Regions from separate parts of the Mus musculus genome. Here region 2 is linked to region 1. A link is a contact called in public HiChIP or PLAC-seq data. All regions are on one chromosome and are shown on one strand. Each heading gives the region's core, a stretch centred on a gene start, on an enhancer-like site or on the middle of the called end of the contact. The rest is flanking DNA. Distances are from core to core; before and after follow the strand shown.

Region 1 (5,956 bases), core at 2,819-5,318:
GAGCCTACAGGGTCCGTTCTCATTCAAACCACCACACCAGGAATGTGCATTTGTTAATGGATTTCCAGCACTGTTATGAAACTGGAAAGTTCCTTGCAGTCTTTCTCATGCCCTCAGGTTCTTTTTATTTTTTTAAATTGTACATGATTACCAAAAGCCACTTTAATGCAAGTCTATTAATATTCTTTGAGCACATTCTCTCTATCCTCTGCTGCAATTTTCTTTTCTTTCCTCACTCCCCTCTGTCCCTCTAGACAATCTTGTTTCTATGTATCTATAAACTTCAGGACCTACAAGGGAAAGAAAACATGCAACATTGTCTCTCTTAGACTGACTTAGTTCATTTAATACCTGTATCTCCAGATGCAAAAGAAACAAAACAATGTCTTCTAGTGTTGCCCAGGCTGGCCTTTAACTCTTGGCCTCCAGAGATCCTTTTTCTCAGTCCCCTGAGTACATGATACTGTAATCACACTCACAGCACCCATTGTCTGTGGATTGTTTGGGGTGACGTTCTAGCCACGGACCCAGTTAGTCAAATAGAATGGATTCATATTAATACTAAATTATTTTTGTTTTTCTTCCAGACAGGGTCTCACTCTGTAGCCCTGGCTGTCCTGGAAGTCTTTCTGTAGACCAGTCTGGCCTTGAACTTACAGAGATCTTCCTGTCTCTGCCTCCTGAGTACTCAGATCAAAGGTGTGTACCAGCACCGCCAAGGCAATACTAAATTTTTGAAGAATAAGTAGCATGAGTTTTTTTAGTTCCATAATTATGAAATGTTCTGGTGATTTGGATACTAACTAAAGGTAATGTGTCAGGTTTATGTCAGTGTGACCAGATAATGACACCAGATAATGTGACCAGCTGAGCAAAACAAACCAAGGGTAGAAAGATGATTCTGGGCTCACAGTCAGTTTCAGAGGCTTTAATCTATCATGTCAGGTATGGTGGAACAAAAAGTAGTTACATTGTGCTGGCAAGGAAGTGTGTGTGGGGGGGGAGAAATGCCTATATACCTATACTAGCTTGCTTCTTTCTCCGCCTCTCCCCCCCTTACCCCGTTTTTTTTTTCCCCAGACATAATTTCTCTGTGTAGTCCTGGTTGTCCTGGAACTCACTCCGTAGACCAGGCTGTCCAGAGACGCAGAGATCCACCTGCCTCTGCCTCCCAAGTGCTGGAATTAAAGGTGTGTGCCACCACTGCCTGGCTTCATTTTCTCCTTTTATTCCATTTGTATTCCTAGTGTAAGAATTGGTGCTGTCTATTCCAGTGTAGGTCTTAATACACTTAATTAACGTTCTCTAAAAACACACTCAGACACAACCAGAGTGTGTTTAACTAATTCTGACCACTACAGGTCTATCCCTTGTCAACTTGTTATCCAAACACATCTCCTTAAACTGTAATAATCCATTTTTGACTCCCAAAAGTCTCATGTTGAGAGTATAATGCAAATCTATCTTTAAGAGGTCTGGTAGTTTTAATAGTTCTTTCCAGTGTTATTTAAAATTCTAAATCCAAAGCTTATTCTAAAACTCTGAAAATTCTAAGCTGTAAGTTCTGTAAAGTAAAAAAAAGTCACAGCCGGGCGTGGTGGCGCATGCCTTTAATCCCAGCACTCGGGAGGCAGAGGCAGGCGGATTTCTGAGTTCGAGGCCAGCCTGGTCTACAAAGTGAGCTCCAGGACAGCCAGGGCTATACAGAGAAACCCTGTCTCCAAAAACAAAAACAAAAACAAAAAGTCACATACTTTCAGTATACAGTAGCGTAGATTCTTAATAATGTCAAGTTTTTCAAATATTTCCAAAAGAAAGGAATTGGAGAATAGTGAGGATGTATCTGACTAGAGTTGGGCAGGCCACAGTTAAATCTTGTAGATGTTCTCTTGCTTGGCTAGATGGCTTAGTGCATAAAGGCACTTGCTGCCAAACCTGACAACTGAGTTTGATTCCAGGGACCCATATACAAGTGGAAAGGAGAGAACTGACAACCACAAGTTGTCTTCACCTCTCCATGTATGCCATGGCATGTACACACACACACACACACACACACACACACATTGATGTGTGTACACAAACCCTGTAGCTCCATGCATTGATGTGTGTACACAAACCCTGTAGCTCCATGCCTGGCATTTGGAGCAGGTGTGAGGTGTGATGTAAGTTCCCAAGGCTGGGTCCTGAACAGCTTATCACCCCTGTAGCCTTGCTGGTTATAACCACCGGCCTTTTTTTCTCTTGGGCTACTCTGTTCACTTGCTGTAGTTTTCCCAGCACACATTCCATGTTTGTGACAACTCTGACTTCTGGAGTTATTTCTTTATTTTATTTTTAGTTATGCACATAGGAAGGAGGTATACGTATATGAGTGCAGGCCTTCATAAAGGCCAGAGACATCAGATAGCCCTGGAGTTACAGGTGGTTGTGGGCTGACAGATGTAGGTGCTGGGAATTGAACCCTTGTCTTCTATAAGTGTAGTGTGTGCTCTTAACTGTTGAGCCATCTCACTAGCCTTATTTATTTATTTATTTATTTATTTACTTACTTACTTATTACTTACTGTGTAATCCATGCTGGCCTCAAACTCACTGTAATCCTCCTGCCTCAGTCTTGCCAGTGCTGGGAATACCTATATGAGACAGCACATTTGGCTCCTGGAGTCTCCATTGAATCTTGGCCTTACCTTTACAGAGTTAAGCATCACTCTCTCCAGGGCCTTTCTTTGGGGATCCAGACCCTACTACACATTGCCTGACCTTCCAGACTTTTCTTTGAAACCAGAATGGAAGCCTCAGTAATTTTATGCCTTAGAGTTTCTATAGCTATGATAGAACACTGTGACCAAACGCAATATGGGGAGGAAAGGTTTTATTTTGTTTACACTTCTGCCTTATAGTTCATCACTGAACACAGGGCAAGAGCCTGGCGGGCGGCAGGAGCTGGTGATATAGAGGATATGGAGTGGTGCTGCTTCTGGCTTGCTCGGCCTGGTTTTTGTTTTTGTTTTTATAGCACTCAGACTACCAGCCCTGAGCATCATATGGGCAGTGCCCAGTCTGCCGCCAGCTTGGTCAGTAGCTGGCACCCCTTGGACCATGGGTGCTTAGACGGCTGAATGTGCGGGAAACACTTTCCTAAGTGCCTGAGCATGAGTCGGATGCCTAGAGCTGTCTTTCAAAAGACATAAAAGCTTTCTGCCTCAACTAAAGTGATAGTGGCCGGTTCCTATTGTCCTGATGCCAAGTACTTGGCTTCTTTCTAAGCACCTCTGCCTTTCCAACAGCCACACTTCCCCAGGCCCCCACTTTCCATGGGGTGCTTTGCTGAGCAAGTGGAAAGCTTTCAGGCCTTTCTTCTGCCGTGGGTCTGCTCATACCCATGCTGTGAGCTTCTCTAGATAGCGCAGCCACTTATATCCATGCTTCAGCCTGAACGCCAGCATGCAGTGAGTTTCCTGTGCTAGATAATCAGCTAATTCATCACTTTTTTAAGATCATGGTTTTGTCTTCTTCAGGTTCCTTTCTGATCCTACTTACTCAACTTAATGGTTTTGTTTTTTTCTGTCTATTTTCAAAGAAACAAACGAAACAAAAAAAACAAACAAATAAACAAACAAAGTCAAGAAATACAATTCCTCCTACAAAACAAAGATAAAAAAATAAACAAGCAAAAGAACAATAAGACAAAAAAAATATTCAAAGCAAAATGAAGCAATAAGTCCACAGGGAAGAGCTAGGGAGGCTGGGATCTGCACCAAGAGACAGAGTCCTCAGTGAGTGGAGACGGCAGGAGGGGGGAGCTCTTGCAGGTAGGCTGCTACAGGACTAAGACTAACCCACACACACACACACCACACCCCTGAAAGATCAGCAGCGGGGATAGACAGGAAGGAGAGTGAAAATTGCCTTTCGTTGTACCAGCCCAGCATGCCACTGGGAATCCCTGGTAAAAAGAGTTTTTGAGGACTGCTGGCTGACACAAAGGAGTGGAGAAGCCAGAAGGGAAAGCTGAATCTGAACCAAGAGGCAGAGGCCTCAGGAAATGAGTAGGGTGGAGGAGCCTCTGCTGAGAGGCTGTGGTAGTATAAAGAGGAAGTCTGGAGAGACAGGAATGAAAGGGCTTGGGAGACCCTGGGCCTGCACCAGAAGCTAGTTGTTCACCTTTAACTTAGCCTTCAAGGAGCTAGAGGGATTGCTCAGTGGTTAGGAATTCTGACTCCTTATCCAGAGGTCCCAGATTCAACTTACAGCACCTACCTGGTGGCTCACAGCCATTTATAAATCCAGTTCCAGGGCATCCAATCCCCAGACACACATTCAGGCAAAACACCCATACATATTAAAAACAAACAAACAAATAAACCCAGCCTCCACACAGTCTCTATTCACTGACAGAATATAGACGAATTTTCCCCCTGCAATGTAATACAAGTGGCCTGTAATCCAGTTCCTAATATAGATGTTGCTTCTATATAGAATTGCTCTTTCTTTCCCACACCCCTGTCAGTATTCTGATCTTCTGAGATCCCAGCAGAATTACATAGAAATCTCATCTTGTAGCATCCTAAAGTCTTTCTAATGTCTTTCTCCAAGCTGTTCCAAATACCTCCAACAATCACATGAGCTCTGGAGTCTTAAGAACCTCATTGTGGCTGGGTGTGGTGGCACACACTTTTAATCCCAGCATGTGGACGGCAGTTAGATCTCTGAGTGTGAGGCCAGCCTGGTCTACTTAGTGAATGTCAGGCCAGCCAAGGCCTCATTGTGATACCCTGTCTCAAAACCAAAACAAAATAACAATAAAACCTTACACTGTGAATCTGGATATGGTGGGGCATGCCTTTAATTCAGCACAGGGAGGCAGTGAAAGAACTTTCTGTAAGGCCACCTTGGTCTACATAGTCACTTCCAGGCCTGCCAGGGCTACATAAACTGTCTTTAAAAAAAAAAAAACTCTCAAAATACAAAGAACCCTATTGTTTAGTCATGACAGTGCCTACTCCCCCCGAATCATTTTAATTTAAATGAGTATTTTGCTTATATGTGTATGTCTGCATGTGTTCATGTGTGCATGTTGAATGACTGTGGTGACCAGAAGAGGGCATCAGGTCCCCTAGAACTGGAGAATTGGATGTGGGAATTAAACCCAGATCCTCTAGAAGAGAATCCAGTGCTTATAACAGTAGAAACACAGTCCCAGCCCGGCTGGTGTGTTGGTTTTACATTTCTGTGACAGAATACCCATATAAACAACTTGAGAGAAGATGATTTTGTTTCATAGGCTGAGCAGTCTTACTCTTTCACAGTGGGGAGACCATGGCAGAGCAGAACAGCTCACGTCATGGGAACCAGGAAGGATAGAAAAGAATGAGGGGAAGGAGGGAAGGAAAGAATAAGACAAAGAAAAAGATAGAAAGCTCTTAGCTAGCCTCTCCTTTTTTCTGCTATTCTTTTTTCAGGCCCTGAGCGTATTAGATGGTATCAACAATACATTCAAGGCAGATCTTTCCACCATAATCAATCATCTCTTGGATGCCTTCAGACACACCCGGAAGTGCTTTATAGCTTCCTAGGTGCTTCTCAGTCCCATCAAGATGACAATCACAATAATGGCTCTTGATTTCTTTTCTTTTCTTTTCTTTTCTTTTCTTTTCTTTTCTTTTCTTTTCTTTTCTTTTTGGTCTGACATTTTCGTTAGTGTGATAACATTGTCAGCTACTTGACAGGATTAGAATCACTTGGGAAATGGCCATGTCTGCAGACTATTCTGATTGCAGTGACTGAGGTGGGAAGGCCTGCCCACTGTGGGCGGCGCCATTCTGTGCGCAGACCTTAGACTGTGTGAGGAGACGGTGGGCTGAGTACAGGTGGTTTTTGACTGCTTGCCCCCAGTTCCTTCTGAAGGGCCTGGAACGGAGAGCTAAACCAGCCCTTCCTTAAGTTGTTCTTG
Region 2 (5,982 bases), core at 2,926-5,425, 120 kb before region 1:
CTGCCATGTAACCGCAGAGCCTGTGAATGGTCAAATCTTATTCCCATTCCTCCTCCTGGTTGCTGGTGCTGCTCTTCATCTAAGACCGTCAGACCCCAGATGCCTGCGACAGTGATGCATGTATATAGTGAGAGGCTGATGTAGGAGGATTCCTTGAGTTCAGGATTTTGAGGCTAGCCTGAGCAACACAACAAGACCCTATTTCAAACTACACTTTTGGAATACAGTCCTCCTAGCAGGAAATACTGCTAGAGTGCTTTGGAGAACACCAAAAGGATGAGGTGTGTTCACAGTGGAAGACAAATGAGATGCTAAGTGACCAAGCTTCCCAAACGATGACCCAGTAAAGTTACAGATGAATAGCACTATAAATACTTATAAATGAAAGCAATAAGTTGTAAGCCCTGGGTGGATATGGGGGACTTTTGGTATAGCATTGGAAATGTAAATGAGCTAGATACCTAATAAAAAATGAAAAAAAAAAAAAAGTTGTAAGCCCAATTTCTCAACATGTAAGGGATTGGCAGATAGGAGGAACATTTGCTTTATACAAACAAGAGAGAACCAAAACCCTACTGTGAAGCTGCAGGACAGAGAGGGCTCTGAAAGGCAAGACAACTATCAACACCATTTAAGCAACAAAGCAAGAAGCTGGCCATCCTATAAGGGAACATGTGACCAATGGCACTTGTGAGCACACCTAGGAAAGGTCCTCATCCAAGGTAGTGCCTACACACAAAGGCTTTATGGCTCCCCTGACCATGTGGTCCTCTCGGACACCCTGCAGGGCACGAGAGGCTGCGTCAGATGGCACATGACTCCTCTAGCCCTGACTATGGACTTCAGTGCTTCTCACCTGCTTTCCCAAACTGAGTAGCAAAGGATGTGAACAAATGTCTATAAAATACACATCCCCGCCGGGCAGTGATGGCGCACGCCTTTAATCCCAGCACTCAGAGGCAGAGGCGGGCGGATTTCTGAGTTCAAGGCCAGCCTGGTCTACAAAGTGAGTTCCAGGACAGCCAACCAAAAAAAAACCAAACCATCCTCAGACCACTAGAGGAACTGAGACAGAGACCCAGCCCCAAGCCCAGATATCACAGGGTATGCAGCTCCAGGCTTAGCCAATGTCAGCCACTAAGGGAAAGGCTGCTATGGCGGATGCTTCTACCATAAGGCAGTACAGCCATCACTTCCACTCATGAATAAGTTTCCTGAAGCATTTCCCAGACCCTGAGCACAGAGCCTACTAGCTGCTCTAGCACACCTGTCTAACACTCCTGGTGGAAAGCAAGACTGAGCTGCAGAGGGAACTCACAGAGTTAACTCCACTAAGGTGAAAGGTGTTAGTGTCCCTCTCTCTTCCGCTTCTCTCACCTCACGGAAGTCAGACAAGATCGTACACTAGCTTACCTGAAACAGCAGCCTCTCACTCTCAACACTGATATTCCTACAAACTGCCTGCAGTTTCCAAGTAAGCTGTTGATATGGGGCAAAGGCACAGTGCATTTAAAGGCAAAGAAAAGGTCACATACCATCCAATACGCTCCCAGCACCTCCGCTTGCTGGCTTCGTATGTGAGCACAGCTTCCCACAGGTCCAAATCGGGGGTCATGCTTGGTTCAGACTGGGAGTCGGGAGTTAAATTGGAAGCTGACTGGAAACCTTCATCTTCCCACTGATCCACAATCTGTGGGACCTGGAGACCACCGGAAAAAGTAATTCACTATCCACCTCTCCCTGTATGCATTTATTAAGTGTGATGATAGAACACTTAAACTGTATCCACATCCATTTATTCCCTAGAGGGACAGACCTAGCAAAGCAGTCTACTTTTCCTCAGTGTACTCCACAATGCACCCCTCCACAATACATGATGACATAGAGAGTTAAAATAATCCGCTATTAATTTCTAGGCAGGTGTGGTGTGTGCCTGACATCCCAGCACTGAGATTGAAGTAGAATTGAGTCTGGAACCAGACTGGGCTGCACAGAGTGATCTACTGCAAAACACAAGGTGTTAATTTTTTACCTCACATACAGCATGGCCTCAATTTAGGGAAAACAGCATAAGAAGTCGTACAGGAAGCCCAGCACCCTGGAACTGAGGCAGGAAGATATCCATGTGTTTGAGGCCAGCATGAGCTACACTGAAACCCTGTCCTTATGAAGCCTGACCCCTCAGCACTCAGGAGAAAAAGAAAATTATACTAAACCTAGAGAAAGTTATGTACGCCAAGATTTTGCTGTACCATCATTTAAATTTGGAAATAAATATTCCCTTTAAAAATAATAATAGTAATAATAACTGAGGGCCAAACATGATACTTTAATCCCAGCACTCAGGAAGCAGAGACTGGAAGATCTCTGTGAGTTCAAGGCCAACCTGATCTACAAAGCAAGTCCAGGACAGCCAGAGAAACTGTCTCGAGAAATCAAAAATAAAAATAAAAAATAAAAACAAAACTGAGAAGTAATAGTTTGTCCTCTTAACAAAATTTACAAGTAATAAAATACAAGAGAAAATGATAATTTATTCAATGACGTGGAGGTGGGTTGGGGAAACCCATGTTACAGGTGAGGGGGTATACAAAGCATGCACACCAGGTATCTTTGAAATGATGTGGCTTCTACAACTTAAGGGCAGACTTTCTTTTGGATGGGGGGTGTTGTTTGTTTTGTTTTGCTTTTTGAGACATGGTTTCTCTGTGTAGCCCTGGCTGTCCTGGAACTCACTCTGTAGATCAGGCTGACTTCGAACTCAGAAATCCGCCTGCCTCTGCCTCCCAAGTGCTGGGATTAAAGGTGTGTACCACCACTGCCTCTCTTCATTTTAATTAATCTGATTTCTGAACTAACAGCACTAGAGAAGTGACTTAACAAGAAGCTCTTGAGGAACAGGATGGGAAAGGTGCACGTTGTGTTTTGCTTACTGGTGAGCAGCTAGGACATTCCTGTGCAAAAGGATGCCAGCAAATCCTCCCCAACACCTCTACATCATGACTGTCTGCTCACCTGAGGCTTGGACAGAAGCTTGCCAACAGTACCAGGTAAAAGAATTTTCCAAACCTCTAGGGTTACTGAAAGGGAAAGAAATACTACCTTGATGGCTAGTCCAGAGAAGTCCGCGCTGTCTGGCACAGGTGGTAGGTCCAGTCGCACATCCATGTCATAGGTGCGGCTATGCACAAGTGCACCAAAGAGGGAGACCCTGGTGTCTCTCTCAAACCTGTCACCACAAGAGTCACCAATTGAGAAGAGCCCAACGGTGGGCAGGCCAGTGCCTGGGGCAGCCTCCATCACCTGAAGCGCTTCCTGGACCGTGTGATGACACAAATTCTCCTCCCCAGAGATAAATGACCGAACGTCCATTTCAAACACACTCAAGTCATAGCAATCGTAGCCGCTGTAGGGTATGTTTCGGCCTGCATGCTTGTTGTTAAAGAAGTAATCCCGTTTTCTACGCAGCACTTGAGGGGGGCCACTTCCTGCCAGCTGAACTAAGAGGTCCAACACTGATGCTACCTCCACAAAAGGACAGTCAGGGGCTGCTTCAAGTTTCTCCACGAGCTCCTCCAAACGGTCAGCCTCTGGCCCCAAGCCCCCCACCCTCAAATCGAAGGACAGCATGAGGACCTTGTTTTTCACGGGGAGCTTCGACGAGTCGGGCTGCCGTTGATGGGTGTCCTCTTGAAAAAGATTTGCGAAAAGGGCATTGTAGGCCACCCTCTTAAGGCTCCGCTTCGCCCTCTTCCTGTTCACACTGCGCTGGCCGGGGCGAGCTTGGGCAGCAGGTAAGAGAGCCTCGCAGAGGTCATCGAACAGCTGGGTGATGCTGGCCATAGTCACTCTCTTTTCAGCCCAGGACCCTCCTGACTGGTAAACTTTGCACCTAGGAGTCACTTCATGCTCTCAAAGGCCAAAGCTCACCGTAGGTGAGCCAGGCTCAAAAAGCGGACCGCCCGTGGCTCCACACCCGGCAACCCGGCATCCGCGTCTCAGGTTTCGCACTGCAAGAGGCCACACGCCGCGACCCTAACAGCCCTCAGCCTCCACCTGGCGCTCGTCCTCGGCTCTCCCGGACCATGACAAGTTTACCGACCGAATGCGTACGCCCCATGACCAGCCTGCAAGCCCGGGACGCCCGAACTGGGACTCCCGCCGCTCTGGCGTCACACCCACGCGACGGCAGACAACACCAGGAGACGCACGGGAAATACGTCATCAGGCCCGCCCTAAGTGGGCGAGGCCTCAGCCTCAGCTTTCAGAGCTAGAACCTAGCATCTTGGATAATTTGATGGGAGTGAACTCAGTAACGGAGACAGAGATGTGTTGTGTTTGGCCGATGTTTATTGTTCTGGAGGTAGAGGACGCCTGGGCCGCAGACGGGACGTAGGTCTCGGGCCATGGTTCGCTGGGGCCCGAGTGTGCTATTTTTCACGTGTGAATCGCCCACCTTGACCGATTTCAAGCGACTGGCAATCACTGTTATTATGGTGGAGGAGCTGGAAAAGCAAAGTTGACTCGTTGGTGAAGCTGGCTCCACGTAGTTCTAACGTAGGGCGTCGCCTTTGCCCCTGTGTGCCTCACCAGCCACCTGCAGCAATTTCCAGCGAGCCTCCAGCCGAGCTTTTAGAAACATCAGAGCCTGGATCTCCTCTGGAGTGGCCTTCGAGAAAGGACCCAGACTGGGAGGTGTTTCTCCATGCAATGCCTGCGCCAGGCTCCTTGCAAGCAGGCGTATGGATTCCTGGCTCGGAGAGAGTGGGGTTTGGGCGCCGCAATGAGACAGTTGTTTCTGCCCACCTTCCACCCATATAACGTAGCCACCCTACCCAGTTTACCTCTTCCACTACAGCTAGAATTCGGCCCCCTACTGGGCTCCGAAGCATTGCAGCCAAGAGAGCAGCTTGAGCGTTCTGCAGGCCATGGGCAGGCCCCAGTGCCATCAACACCATATCAGGCTGGAAACCATAGGCCAAGGGCAGTACCAGACCCAGAATGAGGCTCAGAAACCCTCCAGTTGTCTGTAGGGACAATAGCAGAGCCTCAGACTCTCATCTAAAGGGCACTGCTAGTGGCTCCTGTCGCCCACCCCACCCCCAATCTCAGGGACCCTGGGTTGTGAACAGGAACCCCCAGAGAGACCGGCGGGGGGGGGGGGGCGGAGAAGCTCTCCAACCCCAACACAGCCACTCACCTGTGGCAGTGGAGTGGAGAAGTGGAACATGGACTGGATGGCTGCATCCTTGCCCCGGATGTTGAGCCACAGAATTCTCCTTCTCAAGAGAAAGCACCAGGGCCATAGACACATAATGCAGGAGACCCTGCTCACCCTTCCCAGGGCTTATCAATAAAAGACAGAGGAGAGCTTGGGGCCAGGGGGGTGGGGGCGTAAGTGACTGTCAACCTGGTATGGCACTGTGTTCTGGGGCATCCACTCTCAAACTGCACCTATGGGAAGCAGTGTTCTCACCCAACGGTGACCCTGGATTCCCAGTCACATGCCCACTACCTGTCCATGCACAACTGAGATGTATAAGCTAGAGAATCATACCCATCATCTGCAAGGTCCAGGGGTCGATCCAGTTGTCCCAGGGCCACACAGAGCACCCTAAGAAGTTGACCCAGGATGGGCTGGGCTCACATTGTCCAGTATCCATTTGAGGGCCCTCCCTATGCCATTGAGTGGGTACTCCCAGGTCCTTGGGGACTCAAGTCAACCAAGCAGAGTTTACCTCTGAGCTCTGCGAGCTAGGCATCGCTGAATGAGTACATCCAATGTTGCTGCTGTGGCGAGGGCAGTTGTGGTTGCTATGGCATTTCTTATCTACAGAATAAACAACAGGCTGGCACACACACACACTCTTTGGAGGACTTTCAGGAGTCAATGCCAGCTCCCAGACCTTAGGTTAAACCCATTCACGCTTTGTTCTGGTCTTTTCCAAATGGCTGATACTAACCTCCTTTCCCTACACTACA

The links. HiChIP or PLAC-seq counts read pairs in DNA pulled down with a chosen protein or histone mark.
Region 2: a contact with region 1 is called in an H3K4me3 HiChIP or PLAC-seq map of bone marrow-derived macrophages, with 4 times the contacts expected there. The contact joins the promoter of Tubgcp6 here to the enhancer-like site in region 1. A contact is called at or near these places in 14 of 39 promoter capture datasets (the C10 cell line, the HPC-7 cell line, cranial neural crest and 10 more), 1 of 484 Hi-C or Micro-C datasets (bone marrow-derived macrophages), 4 of 115 datasets of contacts at active chromatin or transcription factors (the 230-238 cell line, bone marrow-derived macrophages and embryonic hindbrain) and 4 of 9 other capture datasets (adipose tissue, liver, macrophages and 1 more).

Annotation. Positions count from the first base shown.
Region 1 is chr15:89,236,118-89,242,073 of GRCm38.p6, forward strand. The region is part of intron 1 of Ppp6r2 (protein phosphatase 6, regulatory subunit 2); the gene reads left to right. Among named protein-coding and RNA genes, the nearest start is that of Ppp6r2, 28 kb to the left of the region's middle. Within about 2 kb of position 4,069, at least 54 of the 459 cell types and tissues checked have an H3K27ac peak or open chromatin away from gene starts, as enhancers often do. A contact at or near this core is called in the HPC-7 cell line, adipose tissue, bone marrow-derived macrophages and 1 more, where this site is marked.
Region 2 is chr15:89,118,975-89,124,956 of GRCm38.p6, forward strand. Tubgcp6 (tubulin, gamma complex associated protein 6) reads right to left here and starts at 4,176. Exons shown (of 25, transcript NM_001163319.1): 1 at 3,103-4,176; 2 at 1,536-1,699. The coding sequence starts at 3,843. It overlaps Hdac10 (histone deacetylase 10), which reads right to left. Exons shown (of 20, transcript NM_199198.2): 15 at 5,739-5,830; 16 at 5,558-5,614; 17 at 5,201-5,279; 18 at 4,845-5,027; 19 at 4,591-4,750; 20 at 4,329-4,505. The coding sequence ends at 4,492.